Regions from separate parts of the Mus musculus genome. Here region 2 is linked to region 1. The links are chromatin contacts, called in public Hi-C maps. All regions are on one chromosome and are shown on one strand. Each heading gives the region's core, a stretch centred on a gene start, on an enhancer-like site or on the middle of the called end of the contact. The rest is flanking DNA. Distances are from core to core; before and after follow the strand shown.

Evidence for each region. A called contact is a pair of places that touch in the nucleus more often than the background predicts.
Region 2: a Hi-C map of B cells shows a contact between it and region 1, with 6 read pairs. The contact joins the promoter of Orc2 here to the promoter of Hspd1 in region 1. A contact is called at or near these places in 2 of 39 promoter capture datasets (cranial neural crest and maxillary cranial neural crest) and 1 of 484 Hi-C or Micro-C datasets (B cells).

Annotation. Positions count from the first base shown.
Region 1 is chr1:55,085,156-55,090,385 of GRCm38.p6, reverse strand. Hspd1 (heat shock protein 1 (chaperonin)) reads left to right here and starts at 2,454. Exons shown (of 12, transcript NM_010477.4): 1 at 2,454-2,607; 2 at 3,445-3,620. The coding sequence starts at 3,447. Hspe1 (heat shock protein 1 (chaperonin 10)) reads right to left here and starts at 2,238. Exons shown (of 4, transcript NM_008303.4): 1 at 1,974-2,238; 2 at 1,171-1,335. The coding sequence starts at 1,976.
Region 2 is chr1:58,502,762-58,507,991 of GRCm38.p6, reverse strand. Orc2 (origin recognition complex, subunit 2) reads left to right here and starts at 2,883. Exons shown (of 18, transcript NM_008765.3): 1 at 2,883-3,220. Gm15834 (a long non-coding RNA gene) reads right to left here and starts at 2,876. Exons shown (of 4, transcript XR_865442.3): 1 at 1-2,876.

The sequences.
Region 1 (5,230 bases), core at 1,205-3,704:
ACTTTCTACTGTTAAATATTAACACACCCTGTAGACCAAGTAAAATAAAGCAGCTTGTACCACCAGACGGTAAATGATCATGTATGATTCCTTTCAACAAAAATTCGGCATTACCTTTCTCCGTTTAATATACATTTACTGACTGAATGCCCTTGTTATCTATCAAGAGACTGAAGTGGAATGTCTACTCCCCCTAATACTCTCGCGATTTAGTTAAGTAAAGAACACCCACAGTAGTTCCACCTCCCTTCTCAAGTCTCATGCCAACTAAAACTCAATGGTGTAAGATTAAAACTATTTCAGTGTCTGGGCTCCCCCACCCCTGCCACTTCACCCTTTCTTTTTGGGGAAGGGAGAGGGAGACAGGGTCTATATCAAAATTGACAGGCCATCAATTCCGGATCCTTCTACCTCAGCACTATACCCTTCTCCCAACCTGTGCTTAGAATTAGTTCTGTGCCTTATTAATAAATACCTCCTTCAGCTCTGAAATGGCCGTGGGGGTTTATCTACTTGCGCGATCTTTTTGTCTATTTAAAATTTGAAGAACAGGATATAAAATAGCTACAGAGGTTATTTCATATTGTAAGATTTTGTTTTACTTTTTTGGGACATGGTCTCATCCTGTACCTCCTGCTGGCCTAAAAAGATTCTACAGTCCACCTGCCTTAGGCTCCAAAGAACCTGGGCCACAGGCATGAGCCACCATCAAGGCAGGCACTTTTCAGCCTCTAGAGCTTGGGGCACTGCAGAGTTAGCTCAGTGGGTAAACAGGTAAGTAGACTTGCTATGAAAGTAGGGGAGCCCAAACCAGGATCCTAAAACTAGAGTAAAAAGGCTGTAACCCGCAACATGTTGAGGCCCAGAAACCAGACTAGTCAACACTTTACCCCAAAGGAGTAAGGTGGAGATGCCCCTGCTACACAGCATATAGACATGTGCAAACACGTCACACAAATACCTTTTGCCTTTCTTCAGAAACATAAAATAATTCTAAAACAATATAAAACAGTCATTTTCCTGAATGGGAGGTTCTTTGTGAATTGAAATTTGACTTGAAATTCTTCCCCCCAAAAATGCCATTGTAATTCATTTTTTTAATTACCAAAGGAATTCCCCTCCTTCCACATCACACTGGAATTCAGTACCACTCCAGGGGCACCAGTTTACCTTTCCTTTCCCTCCTGACCCCACAGCCACGACCGTTGCTTGCAACACTTTTCCTTGAGACTTTTCTGGAAGCATAATGCCACCTTTGGTTACAGTTTCGGCAGCACTCCTTTCAACCAATACTCTGTCAAAGAGCGGAAGAAACTTCCTAAAAGCTTGTCCAGCCTGTGGAGAGAAATGTGATCAAACAGAGTGTAAGTTCGAAGTGTCAGAACACGAACAGTTAAGACCACCGCAAGCCTTAACTCTCAACAGGTCAAAACTGACCTGTTCCAAAAAGGACAAGAAAATTCAAGTGTACTTTTAGAATATACTCAGTGTTCCACTCTATATAGGACAAACTGAGTTTCATTTCCCTGTCTGGTGTGTGTGTGTGTGTGGTGGTGGTGGTGGGGGGGGGTCTTCATTACTAATCAGCAATCGCCACCTTGATCTATTCCAAGGTCAAACATTTCTTTAATTTTTTTAAAAATTCGAATAACGGGGGAGTGGCGTCACTTTTCGAGCCTGGATCTTAGTCTTTCTCCAACATAGGACACATCCACTGAAGCCCTGCCAGGGCAGGTGGGCTTCTGCGTGTGCATCGGGTTCCCGCCCCCTGCCCCAGACGCTTTGTCGCACACGTGCGTGCGGCAAAGCCATGGTGGAGAGAGAAATGGCCTCGCTTCTGCAGAGCCATGGGCGGACACCGGACACTGACCAGACCCCGGACCCCTGTCCTATTAGTCCCAAAGCGCACAAGGGTTCGCCGTGGGCCGCAGGCCGAACTGGACCCGCAGGCCTGCCAACCACGAGACACTCACCATGACTCTCGCCTTCGCCGCCACCACCGCAGCTCCGGACTCTGAACTCGGGCCGCTGCTGCAAGGAGAGTCCTGCTGGCCGGCTGGGACACGTGAAAAGGCCGCGCAGCGCGCAGGCGCACTCAGCCCCCCGAGCGTGAGAGGGGGCGGCCACGCCGACGCGCGCGCCGATTGGTGGCGAGGGCTCCGCGCAAGGGGGCCGACGCGGGCGGCCGGAGGCGGAAGAAAAGGGGAGCACTTTCTAGGCTTTTCCAGGCCGGCCGCCGAGGTGAAAGAACGAGCCCCCCTCCCGGAAATGACGCCACTTGACCTTTCACCCACGGGACGCGCGGGGCCTTCCGGAAGGTTCTAGAACGGACCGTGGCCCAGGAACCAGCGTAGGGCGGCGGGAGAGGGCTGAGGCCGCAGAGCTGAGGCGGCTCTGGTACGGAGGGCGGGGCCGCGCGCGCCGCATGCAGATTGCAGGGCCCCGGCGTGGGAGAGAGCGGGGGGCGCGCGCGCGCACACGCGGGGCCGCGGGGCGGGGCGGGGAGGGAGGGGACTCGGGCTCATTGCGGTGCGCGCCCAGAGCTGGGTCCCTCACTCGCCGCAGACGGCCTGCCTCGCCTCGTGCTCTCCTGCCGCCGCCCCGCAGGTACGCGGCCTCGGCGTGCAGGGCGCCCCGGCGCTCGCGGGGGGCTGCTTGCAGCGCGGACCGAGCACGGAGGACTAGGGGGAGAAGTCTGGCAGCGACGCCGCAGGCTCGGCTCACTTGTCCAGGCCCAGCGGGGCCACGCTGGTTTCATCACGTGTGGCGGGGACCACGCGATCCAGGCCGAGCGCCGGAGCAAGGGCGGGCTAGGGTGGAAGCAACTTGGGCCCTCTGGTGCCACCTGCGCCTGGCGCACTGCAGGACTCTGTGGGAGGGTGGTCGGGGTCCTTTAGTCCCCGGTGGCCGCGGCGGTCCGGTGTTCACTTTGACCTTGCTCGGGGCTCCTGGTCGGGAAGACACGTGGGGCCGCGAGGCTGGACTGACCTACTGTCTTTTCCTCCGGCCTTGCTAGCTGCTGTGTTACCGTAGCTTCGGGTGGATACCTGGCGACACACTCAGAGGGTTTTGCACCGTCATGAGTACTTCTGTAGTTCTCTAGGCAATTGCATTTAGAACCTGCCTTGCTTGCACCAACTTGATTTTTTTCCTTTGGACACTTTTCGGAGTGGATCTGCTCCCAAGGCCGCTTTGGCAGTGAAAGATTAACTTGAGAGGGCAGAGTGGGTGGCCATGGGGATGTGGTTTTCTGTGCTTTGTGCTTATGCTGTTGGTCAGGCTTGGGGTCAGCCTCCATGATCAGTTGGCTAGCAGATTATGCCCTGAATCTGCAGCGCCCAGGCATGGTGGTTAGCAGAGGACAGCCCAGCTCCAATCTAGCCTCCCATGTTTTGAAGCACCGTTGGACAAGTTTGTAGTGATTTTTCTTTTTTCCTTCCCCAGAAATGCTTCGACTACCCACAGTCCTTCGCCAGATGAGACCAGTGTCCCGGGCACTGGCTCCTCATCTCACTCGGGCCTATGCCAAAGATGTAAAATTTGGTGCGGACGCTCGAGCCTTAATGCTTCAAGGTGTAGACCTTTTAGCAGATGCTGTAGCTGTTACAATGGGGCCAAAGGTACCAGTATACTTAAATGGTGTTAAAGAATATAGTAGCTGCAAGACAGCAATTTGTTATCAAGTTTTGTGAAAAATCTAATTTGCATGTGGTACAACTTAGTGGTCTAGAGGTGTTATTTAGTCAGGAGGTCTATTGGTCATTCTACCACCATGGTGTCCTTACTACTGCTCCAGGCGATTTGGGGGACTTTTGTACATTGTGATGTAATAGAGTAGTAATATCTCAAGGAGGATTTTCAAACTATAGTCATGATTTTGTGCATGCTTGCATTAAATTTTGGATCTCGTCCCAGTAGTTAGAGGGTATAGAGGGGAAAGTACAACTTAAGTCTAATAATACCTCAAAGTATATAGCTGTAATGTGAGAGTTCACTCATTGTGCTGAAATACTCCAACACATAAGGCAAAATGCACTAGCATAGAATCATTGGTTTCTGTGTTTTTTGTTTTGTTTTTTTAAGTAACTAAACCTTTTTTTTTCAAGATTTATTTATTATATGTAAGTACACTGTAGCTGTTTTCAGGCACACCAGAAGAGGGTGTCAGATCTCATTACGGGTGGTTGTGAGCCACCATGTGGTTGCTGGGATTTGAAGGTTGCTGGGACCTTCGGAAGAGCAGTCAGTGCTCTTACCCGCTGAGCCATCTTTACAAACTTTACTTTATGGGCTTTGTTGTTTGGGGGTTTTGTTTTTAAGACAGCATTTCTCCGGTAGCCTAGACTGTCCTGAGACTCAGAGCGATCCATCCACCAGCTTCTGCAACACATATCACCAGACTGTTTTCACTTGCCCTTGGGAGAAAACCTTTGTGGTCTTCCATTCGTCCCTTCATTGTACACCTCGTGATTGCTACAATTTTCACATTGCAAAAAAATTGTCCAGTTTTTGCTTTTGAGAGAGTCTCACTAGCTTAGTCTGAGTTCTAACTCCCTTGTGGCAAGGCTGTCCTTGAACAACTTACATCTCAAGTGTAGGAATTCAGTATTATACTCACAGGGTCTCTAACCATAGCTGGCCAAGTCAGCCTTGAACTCAGAGCAGTGCTAAGATCAGAGGTTGTGATCACACATTTGTGTGGCTGAATAGGGAGCTATAGTACTTTGAGGACACCATTGGATGTGGTGCACAGTCATTTTAAATTAATGCTAAACTGGTCTAAAGAGCTGCATAATCCCAACACTCAGGAGGCTTAGGCTGGTAGTTCTCTAAGTTTCAGGAAAGCATGGCAACAATAGAAATCCTGTCTTGAAAAACAAAACAACAAAAAAACCTGCATCTTTTTTTTTTTTCTCGTATTTTCCTCAATTACATTTCCAATGCTATCCCAAAAGTCTTCCACACATGCACCCCCCCCCCCAAAACCTGCATCTTTAAGAACTGTTTACATAGCTCAAGACAATAGAAGTTTGGTTCAAATCCAAAAGTTGCCAATACTTGTTGGTGTCATATTTGAAGTTTTTTATTGAGCGAACCAGAAAAGCACATTATCTTACTGGCTGATATTTAGTGAATGAATTTTAAAGCAAAACATGTTTTAAAAATAGTTCATAAGCAGGGCTGTAGTGGTAGTGGTGCATGCCTCTAATTCCAGCTAGCCTTTAGGAGG
Region 2 (5,230 bases), core at 1,634-4,133, 3.4 Mb before region 1:
CCAACATTGAAAATTGGCCATTCATTCATGCAAAAAGTGATTAGTCTGTCCTTAACAACTAAGCCTAGACTTCTAGCCATAATTTTATAGTCCTTGAAATGGTCTAAGAACAAAGTTAAAGGTGTGGTCTGAGCCTGTCCCATGGCATCAGTCACAGAGAGCAAACAGAAGAATGAAAGACAATAAGGCACTCAGTCCTCCTGGTGATTGGAGGCAAAAATGTAAGTGAGACAACAGCCTTATACAGTGTTGTAGGAGCAACCCAATTCATCTCAAGTCTATGAGGGGGATCCAATTCCCTCCATGTGGGTCCGGGGCATCTCCCAAGTCCCTTGGCCCTGGGGTCATCCAACGAGTCCATCTAGACTGCCTACAGGCTACTCATATCAAGGGTAGAGAGCCAAGACACCAAGACAGAGGACAAACATTCAGACACCTACCAGTCAGGTTTTGACTCAACAGTTCAAGGAGTCCTGGGGGGATGGGAATCCCGGACAAGCCCCCAAATGTTATGCCCCGATCCAAGGGTCCCCAAAGACCACCAGGAATAAAACTCATATGCAAAAGCAAAGAGTCTTTATTCAAACTCAAGCTTGGACCTTCTGGCTCCTCTATCAATGTGAGGTAGCAAAGAAGGCCTCAAGCACCTAAGGTTTAACATTTTTATTTCAGTTACAGCAAGGTGAGGAACTTATCAACTTAGCAGTTATATGACTGTCTAACAATGATTTCAGTTGGCTTAAGCAGTTTTATCTATATCTATCTACACAGATATAGAGCGTTAGGTATTTTCTTGCTGGTGGATCATGTCTAGGGTGGTTCCTTCCTGGAAAGGTTTTTTATTTGTTTGTATGTTTTTGTTTTTTTTTTGTTTTTTGGGGGGTTTTTTGTTTGTTTTTTGTTTTGTTTTGTTTTTTGTTTTTCAAGACAGGGTTTCTCTGTTTAGCCCTGGCTGTCCTGGAACTCACTTTGTAGACCAGGCTGGCCTCGAACTCAGAAATCCGCCTGCCTCTGCCTCCCGAGTGCTGGGATCAAAGGTGTGCACCACCATACCCAGCTGTTTTTTTGTTTGTTTGTTTGTTTGTTTGTTTTTTAATAAATTAGAGTTTAACCGAGAACAGGGCCTAGTGTATAAAATGGAGGTCTGGTTACAAGATGGAGTCTGTCTTGTCAAGTTGTGGCCCTTCAACAGTACCTGGCATGAATTCCCTCCTATTGATGAAACATAGTAAGTAATAACTTGGGTTATCTATAGGAAAATAGATTCTAATAGCATAGAGGGTAGGTATCTGCCCAGCTCTTGTGCTGTTTAAGGTTTATAAAGGTTGTGTGTATGTTTTATCCGGAAACTAAATGATCAAAGGTGGGTAGTAATTTGGGTCCGGATTAAATAATTTGTCCAACAAAAGTGAAATACGGATGTATGTAAAGTATCCTCACATTTCTCAATTGGAATCTTTAAACCAGTGGTTCTCAACCTGTGAAGTATAACCCCTTTGGCTAACCCCTATCTCCAGAAATATTTACATTTATGATTCATAACAGTAGTAAAATTACAGTTATGAAGTAGCAAAAAGAAACAAACAAAAACGTTATGATCAGGGGTTACCACAACATGAGGAAGTGTTAAAGGGTCCAGCATTAGAAGATTGAGAACCACTGTTCTAAACAGCTCCCAAAAAGTCTGACTCCATTTCTTCCTTCCCACTATTATATTCCACAGATAATCTTTCAATACAAATGTGGCCAGTCCCTTAAGTACCAACTTGTAATTCATAATATCTGACACTTTGACACTTTATTCATCTATTTTCATTTTGCTTTTCTTCCTAGAAAATTCAAATCAATTCAGGCCTTAGTTTTCATATCTCTTCCTTTAAGGAAAGTGTTCCTGATTCCTTCTGGTCTTATAATTATATAATCCTGTGCCCTGCTGTTAGGAACATAACTTAAAAATCATTCTCTGTAACTTGGAAACCATTTTGTATGACTTGAAATAACGCAATGCATGTGCAATAGAAGTTTGCCACCAGGTAGCTCTGATGAGACCTAGAAGCAAACCACCGGCAGGTCACCTGGAAGCCCAGTTACCAGCCTAGCCCCGGACGGTCCTTGATATGGTTAAAAACAAAAACCTAACCACAAGGTGGTGTTAAGATAGTGAACCAAACCCAAGTTGTGAGCTTGATTTTCAGAGCTCAATGAAATGATACAAAGGTTGGAACTTTGGGATTTGTGCTCTCTAGGCATCACATTTATAGCCAGTGTGTTTATATCCATTGGCAAGAATGAGTAAGTATTCAGCTGCCTTATTCTAGCACTTTCCCCAAGACTGTATGTTCAGTTTCTTCTCGTTCAATTACCCAGAAGCTCAGTTATTCAGAGGTGCCTCTACTTGAGTATTGTATTCTTACTGTTGGTTCTAAGTATGATAAGTTCGGAATAAGCGAATCCAAATGACGTAGTCCTGTTAGTAAACAAATATTTTCATGTATCCCAGCCAGATTCACTCGTTTTCCTTCTCATTTCCTCTGTATAAGCCCCCTTTTCGTGTCTTTATTTCATTAGTTGTATGGTCCTATTTTCTTGTTCATGCTCTGGCTCCGCCCTCCCTCAAACCCTTGAGATCCCTTTGCATCATATGCGAGCAGGTATTCGCTGTTCCTCAAGCGAATCCATCTTCATTATCTTTTTTTTTTTTTTTTTTTTTTCCTCAGAGCAGCTAGACTAACAATATTAAGATTGACATAAAACACCAACCAACCGTACAACCGGGGACGCTGCCCTTAACTTCCAGACAGCTAGCACACACTTGTCTCTCCAGAGATCCGGCGTGCTCCGCGCACGGTCCCTTCCCCCGGAAACGGAAACTGAAGAGATGAGGAAAGCCCGGGAACCCACTATTGGTTGGGGGATCTGTTTTCCGACTGAGCGAGGGCCTATGGCCCGAGTCAACGGGCTTGCGGCGCCGTCGCTCTGGGCGGCTCGGCTCCCCATTGGTTTCTTAGGGCACCGCCCACCGGCGGCCGGGGATTCAGTGTGCTGCGCGCAGCTCCCTTGCCCTGCTGGGCGCGCAGGTTCGGCTTGGACCGGTCGACTCTTTCCCTAGACGCTGGCCTCCCCGGGCCGTTCTGGGGTGTTCCGCGGCGGCGGGAGTCCTGGCTGGCGGCTCAAGTGAGCCTCGCGGCCGTTCTCCCTCCCGCCGGCTCGGACTCGAGAGGTGAGTCCCAGTGCGCCCTGCTGCAGCCGCGGCTCACTGCGCGCTTCCCCCGACACCCGTGGCCTTGCCGCTCGCCCACCATGGCGGGAGATGACGAGGCCGCCGGGCGCAGGCTGGAGGATGCTGGGGAGCAGCCCCCCTGGGTGAGAGGCGCTGTCTGCGAAAGCCAAGGCTGTCCTGTGGCGAGAAGTCTCCTGCACGGACCGTGCCTGCTTTCCGGCTAACCCGGCCCTTTATTTGAGAAGAGAATGAAAAGGAACTGTAACAAAAATGGCAGTGTTCTGCCAGAGGAGAAGGAACTCGGAGGGATGTAGCTCAAGGGATCGCGGGATGGAACGACTGCTGAAGTCTGTTCTGTTGTCCCGGCCGGGTGTCCCTAAAGGTCTCCTTGGGGCAGTGCTTGGTTTGAAAAATGTGTTTACTCCCAGAGGAAAGTGCATGGCTGCCAACACTTGGTGCTGCCTTGTAGTTAGTTGACTGTGAAGAGAATTGACCCTTTAGCCCTACAGATAATCACTATCCGTTATAGATGCTCCCTGTGGATATCTGCATTTCATTGGTTGATTATGGGCATGTGCATTCATGTGGATGTTGGTGCATATGTGCCGGTAGTGTGTGTTAATTTTAGATGTCTTTTTGGATCGTTCTTAACTGAGGCGGGGTCTTACTCTAACCGGGTCCTTGTTGGTTAACCAGCTTGCCTCGGGGAACCCCATTCTCCTCCTCCCCAGTTCTGAGTGCTCCTCAACTTTTAAATGACTACAAGGATCTCAGTTCCCATTCTGACGCTTGCAGGACACGTGCTTTTAGCCACTGAGCTGTCTAGTCAGCCTCCCAGATTGCAGTTTTCTTGTGTATCTGTTAGGTAGTGTTTTTCTGAGGAATTGCAGAAAAGAAGGGGACATTCTCTTAGGAGGTCTTGGTAGGAATTTCAGTTGAGGTGATTTTGTTTGTATTACATAAAATATCTTAAAAATCGGAGATGTTGTATAAATGCATTTGAGGCTGAACAGGCATACCCTGCCTTTTTGACATTTGGATACCTTGTTGCTGTCATTTACAAAGTTCGTGGCTGAGAATATCACAATACAGTTACAGAAAATTTTGCAAAAACCACTCATAATGTTTAAGCACGTTTACAACAAGGATTCGTGGCTATCCTTGACTATATAGGGCTGCTCACCTAGTGATTAAAATACTAGATCTGGGAATGGGGCATAGCTATGATCCCACTACTCTTAAAACTGAGGCTGCTAAGTCATGAGTTCAAAGCTGGCTTGTATTATAAAGTAAGACCTTCACAATAGTAAACTAAGGGACTAGGGGTGTAATACAGTTGATGAAGTGCTTGGTTTAGCACACTGGAAGCCCACAGCTCCACCCCAGCACTGCATATGCTAATGATAGTGATACAGGCCTGTAACCTATCTAGCACATGGGAGGTGGGGGCATAATCAGAAGTTCAAAGTTATCTTTGGCTACATGGTTGGAGACCAGTCTGGGACTCATGAGATAATTGTTACACACACACACACACACACACACACAAAGTAAAAGAAAATGTAACAGGTATTAGAGAGATGGCTCAGTTGGTAAAGTGCTTGCCTTGCAAGCATGAGAACCTGAGTTCAATCCCTAGAACCTACATTTAAAAAAAAAAATGGTGGCAGGGAGCTTGCCGTCTTAGGGAGGCAGAGACAGGCGGTTCCCAGGGCTTGCTGGTCAACCAGCCTAGTCTACAAGTCCATGGCTATTGAGAGACCCTGTCTCAAAAAATAAGACAACTGACTCCCGAGGTTGTCCTCTGACCTCTGCACTTACAAGTACACAATAAACCCCCTTAGGGAAATGGCCTGTGATAATATTTAGTTACCTAGAATATTTTTATGAGTCCTTGAAAATTCACTCTCAAGAATTATTTATCTTTTACTAATGAAAATTAGATAATAATATTCTCTGTAGTCTGACCCTCCCCCACACTTTCTCTCCTCTCATTGCCTGGAAGTTCAA